Regions from separate parts of the Sus scrofa genome. Here region 2 is linked to region 1. The links are chromatin contacts, called in public Hi-C maps. All regions are on one chromosome and are shown on one strand. The core of a region is the stretch at or near the end of the contact, and the rest is flanking DNA. Distances in the headings are between cores, read along the strand shown.

Evidence for each region. Hi-C and Micro-C count contacts between places; a contact is called where the count stands out from the background.
Region 2: a Hi-C map of skeletal muscle shows a contact between it and region 1, with 2.1 times the contacts expected there. A contact is called at or near these places in 3 of 47 Hi-C or Micro-C datasets (embryonic fibroblasts, liver and skeletal muscle) and 1 of 2 datasets of targeted methods (skeletal muscle).

What each region holds. Positions count from the first base shown.
Region 1 is chr3:101,819,074-101,824,047 of Sscrofa11.1, reverse strand. It overlaps the pseudogene LOC110260126. Among named protein-coding and RNA genes, the nearest start is that of HNRNPLL, 68 kb to the right of the region's middle.
Region 2 is chr3:101,920,275-101,925,248 of Sscrofa11.1, reverse strand. No RefSeq gene overlaps it. Among named protein-coding and RNA genes, the nearest start is that of ATL2, 34 kb to the left of the region's middle.

The DNA.
Region 1 (4,974 bases), core at 1,693-4,192:
GTCTGGTGTTGTCACTGTGGTGGCTCAGGTCACTGTTGTGACTTGGGTTTGATCTCTGGTCCAGGAACTTCCACATTCTGTGGGCACAGCCAAAAGAAAAAAATCTTGCTGATAAATGTGGAGTTACAGACTTTCAGAGTTGGGTAAAATTTATGAATCTTGCTCAAGTTTATGAACCACAAGTCAGAATAGATTTGACAAAACATTCTTCCATTTCCAAAATCAAGAGGCTTTCAAGAGGGTGTGCAGTGAATGGGCACTCTGGAGTTTCTGGGACCCCTGATGGTTTATAGTCACCGCCACAGGCAGAATAGTGAAAACAGGACTATTCCAGAAAGCCTGAGACAAGGGATGACCAGAATGGATGGCTTTCCAGCAGGATGTTCCTTCCAGAGCATCACCACATGGTCAGAAGTACCTTCTTGTATATCTCCTTGGGGGCTCATTTTACTATTGAAACAAATAAACAATCAAAAAAATCCACTTCTTAATAACTTATTTCTTGGTCCCAATTTTGTCCTCTAATCCTACATAGAATAAATACCTTCTCTTTCACATACATTCTAAATATTTAAGAGAGAGACTGGTTTCTGCATGTCTTCTTTATTCTAAACCAAACATCCTCAGTCACCACAACTGTTTCTTGGCTTCCAGGCCAGTCTTCCGGGATAAACTTTTAGCTAACTATATGCTAACGGACCATGCATCTTTTTAGAGAGATGGTTAGACCAGAGGCATAGCACACTTTAGCCGTAAGGGGAAGGTTGAGGCTCCCTTAGCATACCCAAGGAGAGGAAGCAGCTGGAACCTAGTCGGGGGTACAGTGTTGGACATTTTTTGGCTTCATCCACTCTCCTTTCTAGAACCCCCATCCTTTGAAAGCACATGCCTCCATTCAAAAGACCAGGACATGCTCCCTGCGTCGGGATGGGACCTGCCTTTGGCAGCAGGACTAAGGTGCAGCCAAGTAAAAGAGCTAGGGAGTAGCTAGCCCAGAGTTCTGCTCTAGGCCAAGGGAAGTGCTGTGGTCCCTTTGTCCAGGTCTTCTCATCAACCAAGTAAAAAAGGTCAGATAAAAGGGTCCAAAGCGGTTTTTCACCTGCCTTTGGCCTGGACTTAGTTTGAGAGAAAAGGAGTGCTTGAAGCTCACCCACCCATGAGGGCTAGCCAAGAGCCAGCCACCTCCATCTCCTTCCAACAGAGTAATAGCTGACAACCACCAGAGAGTAAGAGTACTACAGTGACATGATTACAGCCCTTGGCCCTGGTGCTGGGCTTCTATTAATGAAAGCAAACCTGGCATTTCCCTTTTTAACCAGTTTCTTGATTGATTCATATTGAAACCATGGATTACAAGGAAAAAATATTTCCCTAAGTAAAATTAAACCTTGATTTGGCAAGGTCTAGCATCAGATGAAGTCAAAGAGGAAGAGATGACTGAGGAGCCCTGACTCTATCGCTAACCTCTGGGTGCTCTCACTTCAATTACCAAGTCAACACTGCCCTGGTACCCAGGGGCTACAGCTGTTTGTCACAGCTCTGGTCTAACAATGGACACCATGCCTCCCCTTGTCTGTTAGTTTTCTCTTGGCTATGCTAAGACCAAGTGGCACTGCCAGCATGGGGGTCAGCTACACCATAGCTAATTTGTCCCGAATTCAGAGGCTCTAATCCAATTCACTCAGTATCGGAGAGACCTAAACACTTGCCCAAAGGGGCTGAAACAAGTCTTCACTAATCCCTCTTGGGTCCCTCATTTCTACACCATCCTCCAGCCCTGCCCCCAGAGGTTGCCTCACTGGAATTTGGCCCCCTCAATCTCTATGCAAAGTGAGATCACCAGCTCTGCAGCCCACCCAAGTAGTCCCTGCTCAGATCTCAGAATCAGATTTGAGAAATATTCCTCTTCCTTAATGGCATGATGTAATGAATGACCTCACCCTTCAGATAGGACCCTGCCTTTTCATGAAGAGGGATGCCCTTAAGCACAACAACACAATGTTCACGAAGTAAACTAGATGACCTGCCTAGTCTTGAGCTAGGAAAGGCCCCCAAAGACTTGGGCCTTCCCTGCAGTACCTCTAGGCAGGTCTGGATGAGGGGCCACCTTGGAGGGGCTGCTCTCCCTCTGCAGCACCTGCTTTGTATAACAGGAGGTGCCAAGCAGCATATGGCTTATGGCCTGCAAGCTTCAGAGAGCCCAGGAAAGAGCTTCCTTCAGGACATGCTTAGCTTCATGGCAGTACAGACCATAGGAAAGGGACCATGTGCCACAGAGAGTTGCCTTCAGGTCCAGGCAGCCAGCAATTCTCTTTTGTGTGGGTAGAAAGTTCTGCAGGTCTCACTGATCTTCTTGGCAGGCTAATGGGACAGGGAGAATGGGTACTTACACACCTGCTCTGATGGGGACTGAACCCCTGCCCTCTGCCAGGGCCTCAAAATACTTTTCTGCCTCTCCAGTTGTGCCACTTTCCTCCAGCACCAAGGGGGAGGGCTGGTCGGCCAAGTGAGGCGTCCCAGAACTTGTGCAGGAGGTCTGAAAGACTGCGGCCAGATGCCCTTCCACACGCTCTGGTCAGCATTGCTTACTTCATAGGTTACAGCTCTGGAGGTCATCACACATGCTTTTCACAAGCCTAGCTGGCTGTTGTGAGGGGGGAAAAATTATATAAGTCCAGCTTTAATACCCCTCCTGGAAAGAAGTGAGAGTACAAAGAAATATGCATGTACATATTCATATATATACACATTAATTTTAAGTACTTGTAAATTTTAAGAGCTCATTTTAAGAGTTCTTAGGCAAAATCACCCCCTCTTAATTGAATTTCCACTTCTTGAAGGTGGAAGAGATTCTGAGGGGAACCCTGGCTTCGGCTGGGAAGGAGGATCCCTGGAGGGAGCGTTCACTCAGTGTCCCTGGCCCGGGCCCAGATCGCCCCCTGGAGGCCTACTCCGCTCGGACAAGAGTTAAAGGATGGCCCATCTGCCTTCGGTTTGTAACTGCAGGACTTGGACACCCTTCTTGGTCCTCGCAGGAAGGCTGTGCGGACCCTCAGACTCGTGGGATCCAACCGCCCTCGAAGGGCCCTGCACCCCACTCGGCGGAGGCAGCTTTGCGGGGACTTATGGCCACCAGGTGGCGCGACGCGGCGGCTGGCGCGCCGCTCCGGGTGGGGGTCTGAGTGGAGGATCCGGGGTAACTGGCCTCCTGAGCCAACCCGCGCGACCGCATACCCAGAGCTGTCCCAAGCGCCCAGCGCCTGGGGCCACAGGGGATAGGCGGCTTCAACAGAGTTGTTGAACAGTCTTGTAACAGTATTTTTTCACCCCACCCACCACCCACCAAATCAATTTAAAAATAAACGATAAACTGATAAGGGAAGTTGTTGGCCACAAAGTACAGATCAGCTTGAATACAGGTAACAGCAGCTGTGTTGTTTAAGGAGCGTGGGTTCTAATTTGCTTAACGACCTTGGGCACATTATTTAACCTCCATCTCACCTTGTTGCCTCATCGGCAAATGCCAATAATTTACATAGAGCTTACATCATAGGGTTGTTGACAGGAATTAAATTGAATTAAATGTATGTAATATATGTACAGATTAAATCATATATACATATAAAATACATATTTACATCTATACATTATATAAAATACATAATTATATGTATAAATACATAAATATGTGACATAGTTATATGTCAAGCACAGAGTAAGCACTAATAATGTTAGCTATGTATTATATTTTAGTATGCAACTTCTACAAACTATTTATTTTTGTCTTTTTGCCTTTTCTAGGGCCGCACCTGCAGCATATGGAGGTTCCCAGGCTAGGGGTCTAATCAGAGCTGTAGCTGCCAAGCCTACACCACAGCCACAGCAACGTGGGATCCGAGCTGCATCTGCGACCTACACCACAGCTCATGGCAATGCCGGATCCTTAACCCACTGAGAAAGGCCAGGGATCAAACCTGCAACATCTTGGTTCATAGTCGGATTCATTAACCACTGAGCCACAATGGGAACTCTGACAAATTATTTATTTTTAAAAACATCTTTCATTCAAACAAGAGAAAGTCATACCTTGGGGGAGGGTTTGTTAATTTTTTTATGGAAATTTTCAATAGAGAAAATAGTATAATAAACCCCCATGGACCTATCACCTAGTTTCAATAATATCAACACATGGTCTGTTCTGTTTCATCTATACCCCACATCCTTTCCCCCTAGTCAGCTGCAAATCCCAAATGTCCTATCATTTCATTTGTAAATACTTGAATATTACACAGTAATTTTAGGGCTTAACGTTTATTTAATATTGTCTCAGTGCACAATTTGTTGTATTCATCAGTCCAGAGATTTCCCATAACACAAGAATTTTTTCCACACCAGCTTTTGACACAGAAATTGGAACTGAATATTAAACCAGTAACGAAAATTTTGGAGCAGCAGTTTCTGTGCTGGAAAAGTATTTCCACCTCTCAAGAGATATGTTCTCTCTCTATGGAAAGAACATTGTGTTCAGCCCCTGGCTCCCTCCCAGTGAGAATCCAAAGGCTGCTCTGTTATCCATCGTGACCTACCCAAGGCTGAATTAATGCAGTCAGGGAAGAAGATTTCTCTTAATTAGTCAGATTCCTGTACTCAGAGCAGGATATAATCCATTTTAAGAAGGAAAACACTTCTCCAGACACTTGGAGATTTTAGGATATATGCCCAATACTTCTGGATGGCATGTGTGCTTTATACAGTGCCAATGACACTTTCACACTGAAAGTTTAACCAAATTTTTCCCCTCAAGGCATTTTGGAACTGTGTTAACATTTTAAATTATTCATTTAAGACACACACACACACACACACACACACACACACACACACACACACACACCTGCCTAATATTCCTTACATTAAGAGCCCTTTGAGACAGAAGACAGAAACCGGGCAAATAATAAGGTTCTCATTCAGCTG
Region 2 (4,974 bases), core at 874-3,373, 100 kb before region 1:
TAAGAATTACACTTGCATATTCTTTAAATTATAAATTAGTATGTTGCACCTCTTTTTTTTCCCAACAACTTAGCTGATTGAACTGATAAAGTTTGCAGAACCCCAAAAGCCTGTGAAATAAATGTACCTTGTATGCACTACACTACATGTATCATATTATATAAACTTTGTTGATATGCTAGGTGACCTTCAAATAAGCACGAAGAAGACAATAAATTCTTAGACCAAAACAGAATGAGATGGCTTTTGTTATTCCCCTAACAGTTTGCAAATATGGAATGAGACAACTGATTCTCTACTGGGCCAGGCAGGAGTGGACTGTGGGAGGCTGAGCGAGGGTGAAGTGGCCCTCGCAGTATTGTTCCTGCATAATCCAAGGTCCCATTCTGAGACCCCTAGAGCCAAAGGAGGCTGGTTGTAAACCAAGTGGCAGTGGATGAAAAGTGGCTTCAGGGTCTTGGGTTGGACAATCAGGAAGATAGAGGCAAGCGCAGAGACAGGAAACTGTCCACTTGGAAGAGGAGGTGGAGTACCTTTTTTTTTCTTTTATGGCCACACCCCTGTGGCATATGAAGTTCTGGGCCAAGGATTGAATTCGAGCCGTAGCTGTGGCGACACTGGATCATTTAACCCACTGCACCAGGCTGGGAATCAAACCTGAGCCTCTGCAGCAACCAGAGCTGCTGCAGTTGGATCCTTAACCCAATGCACCACAGCAGAACTCCTGGAGCACCTTCCAACAAAGACTTTGTGCCCTGGACATGGCCAAGGAGGAAGCCATTCAGGCATCAACTGGGTTCACATTATTTCTCTTCCTCCTGGAGTCATAACTCACTCTACTCATCTCTGAAATTCACCATTCTTGCAACACCAAAGATGGGCACAGTGCAAAACCTAGAAAATCTAAGTATCTGGAATATAGAGTCACACTTTGTTTTCTTTCAAGAGAAGTCTCTACTTCTTTGATCTTGAATATAAAGTAATGTAGTTGACTATTTGGGTCAAGTCTGATAAATAAAGTAGGTAAATATGATGTGGGATTTAAAATCATGCAGTCTCTCTGGCATGAGCATGCAGTGATTAAGCTCACAGAGCTGGAACCACCATAAAAGAAAACAGAGGAACTGGGTCTGGAGTCATGGCTTTTCCACCGACTACCTCCTTCACTTCGTCTCAATTCCTTCAGCTTTACAATGTGGATGATAACATGTTCTTGTTTAAAATACTAAATAAACTGGAAATGGATCTGCCAGTGTAAGGTACTGTTATTAGGACCCTATTAGGTACATCGATCAACTTCCCAAGAATGAACCTCAAACATATCGAACACCAAAATATATTAAGAAAAATTGCATCTTCCTGGGAGGATTCAGAAGGTATTTCAGCAAGTGCTTCCGGCTCATTTATAAACATCCTTTATCCTTAGGGCCACACCTGCGGCATGTGAAAGGTCCCAGGCTAGGAGTCAAATTGTAGCCACAGCTGCTGGCCTACGCCACAGACACAGCAACCCGGGATCCAGGCCGTGTCTCCAACCTACACCACAGCACAGGGCAATGCTGGATCCCCGGCCCACTTAGGGAGGGATGGAGGCCAGGGACTGAACCTGTGTCCTCATGGATACCTGATTCACTTCCACTGCGCCACAAAGGGAACTCCTCAACTATATTTTTAAATAACTCCTATTTTACAACTCTGCTTGCAAATGGCACAAAGTTTGAGAAAATCAAAAAATAGAATCAGTTTTTACATGGCAGGAGATCCAGAAATTTATTCTTTTTCATTTTCATCATGATGTTATAACAGATGATAAGCTATGTTTTAGAATGATTTGTATCCAAAGTGAATTAAATTGTTAAAATGTCAAAAAAATAAATAAAAAATAAATAAACATCATTTATCGTTACGCCATAAATCTGTGAAAATACCAGTTAACAGAAAGTTCTGTTTGGTAGAATGGTGCAGAAGCCAACTTCTGAATAATACCATATCGTTTTCAAATCAACATACCATGGAATGATCCAAGGAAGTTTTCGCCAAAACAGTTTTAAGGTTACACGAGTTAAATACATACTCAGGGCTGGAAAGCTTTGTTCCGGCTCTGTCAGCTTAATCACTGTTTACTGGTCCCAGGCGGATTTCAAGGGATAGTGTTAGGCATTACGATGTGTGGTCAGTGATTCACACTCAAATCATTGTTTTTAGGCAGGAAAGTCAAACATTTGGGCAACAAGCCTTGAAAGATTCTTAGTTATAGGGAGGTTAGGCAGCCTTGCTCTCATCCAAAGAGAATTTTAAAGGCTTTCATCAACTGCAAGTCTGAAGATTCCTGTTTACCACAGTGACACAGAAACTGCATTCGAGGGAAAACATTTGTCCTTCAGACTTTCTGGAAACCACACACTGTGGTGAATATCATTTCACGAAGCAGTGATCTGGGAGCCAAACAAAAGCTGTCCACTAAAGCCGTAAATTGAGTCTCATCTAGGTTAAGTTAGGAGATCCCATTTGTAATTTAGTTCTGAGACAGGACCAGAAAGAAAAGGTGGAGGAGTTCCCATCGTGGTGCAGCGGAAACAAATCCAACTAGGAACCATAAGGTTGTGAGTTTGATCCCTGCCCTTACTCAGTGGGTTAAGGATCCGGCATTGCTGTGAGCTGTGGTGTAGGCTGCAGACACGGCTCGGACCTGGTGTTGCTGTGGCTCTGGCGTAGGCTGGCAGCTGTAGCTTCGATTAGACCCCTAGCCTGGGAATCTCCAGATGCTTCGGGTGCAGCCCTGAAAAGCAAAAAGAAAGAAAGAGAGAGAGAGAGAGAGAGAAAGGAAGGAAGGAAGGAAGGAAGGAAGGAAGGAAGGAAGAAAGAAAGAAAGAAAGAAAGAAAGAAAGAAAGAAAGAAAGAAAGAAAGAAAGAGAGAAAGAAGAAAGAAAGAAAGAAGGAAGGAAAGGAAGAAAAGGTGGAAGCCTTTTCCCATTGGTGCAAGGACTGTGCATTAAAATCTCCAGAGAAATAAAACCAGGTGTGGTAGAGACAGGAAGACAGAAGAATTGTATGACTGACTCAAGCCAGGAAACGAGAGCAAAAAATAAAAATCATGCTGGGGGCCAAGGAAAAGCTCCTGGAGGGACTTTGGGAGTGAAGGTGACGCCCATGAAATGTTGAGAGAAGCTCTACAAAAGCTTACTCATTTTTGACATGAAGATTTTAAAAAAAGCATCACTAGTGATCAAGGAGGTAATTAACTGGTGTGGGAGAGAGGCAGCATGTAAGAATAGGCTCGGTGAGAGAGCATGCCTCTGCATGAGTTCTACAAAGGCACCACCCAAGTTAAGGCCTTGCTTCTCAAGTGAGGTCCATGGGGAGTTCCCTGGTGGCCTAGTGAATTAAGGATCCAACATTGCCACGGCTGCAGCTCTAGTCGCTGCTGTGACTCGGGTTCAATCCCTGGCCAGGGAAATTATGCATGAAAAGGGCCTGGCCAAAAAGAAAAAATGAAATGAGGCCCGTAGGGCTGCAGCGTCAGCCTCACTGGGAGCGTGTCAGAACACGACTCTCAGGCCCCATCCCAGACCTACTAAATCAGAATCTACATATTGACAGGATCCCCAGGAAACTGATTGCCCTGTAAATGGAGTTCTAGTTTTTTCACAGCCCTTGCAACCTCATCTCCTCCTTTTCTTTGTTCTCTTGCTTTCCCTTCGCCTTTCATCATTTTCTTCCTCAAATTCCAAAAACAAGTTATGTGTGAAGATCAGTATCTACTTGTCTCTACTTGGTTCTTATTCAAATATGTAATTACATCTCTACTTGGGCCTCATTCAAAACACAAACCAGCCTCAATCCATAAACATGTGAACAAAACAGTTACATTGGGCCCCAAGGGAAACAGCAGGCAAGAGCCCTCCCCCTCAAGATCTATATTTGTGTCATTTATTTATTTAGACAGAGCCTTAAGTGTACACAGTGCTTTGTGGGGGAACATGCCAAGGAAAGACTGTAACCCCTGGCCTTTAAATATATATATATTTTTCTTTTTCTCTTAAAGCTCTTGGGAATAGCGAGGGTGGGGACAGAATTATGAAATCTTTGTACCAAAATGTATGAAATGAATAGAAGGAAGCCATAGGGCCTCCAGACCTCTCTAAGAAAACAAGCAAGACTTTCCCAAACAATGTGCAGGAGCATATTTTTGCTGTGTGTGGAAACAAGCCCTTAGTTATCTGAAGGAGGCTCAACCGCCCCCCACAACACACACACACACACACACACACACACACACACACACACACACACACACACACAGCACACAAAACACAGAAAGGTAATTTTAAAGCCATTTTGGACAGAGATATCCATTTAGAAAGGAAACTTATAAAAGGAAACTTAAAAAAGGAAAAAAAAAATTATGAGACTTGTAAGAAAACAGTTACATACAATATGGAACAACCATATGATAAAAACGCTATATAACCACTCAAATCAGGATTTCAACAATATCTAGTGCAAAACATTAACAATAAGTGACAAAGCTGGATACAAAACTTTGTATTCATCATCATTCCACGTTTATGTACGTTAAAAAAGGGAACTAAGTACACCAAAATGTTGATAGTCTGTATTTCTAGAATTGATGTTACAAGTGATTTAAATATTATTCTTTTACTCTTCTGTCTTTTCCAACTCGTATGAACATATACAAGCAGTGCACTTACTTTTTTCTAAATAGTCACATTTGCTTTGGTAAAAGTTCTTTCTTAACCCCACCAATTCTCCTTTCTCTCTATCGCCTTACCAAAGCCCACTGTTACTCCTCCTGATCCAGACAAGACTTGGTTCAGAAGCGCTATGATTCTCTCCGTTTGGAACTCTATGCTGGCTCCACACACTGAGAAGAGAGTAAAGCAGGGTTGGAAGGGATCAGAGTGAGGAAACTGAATAACATCTCAAATCCTTCCATTTCGGCCATTTATTTAT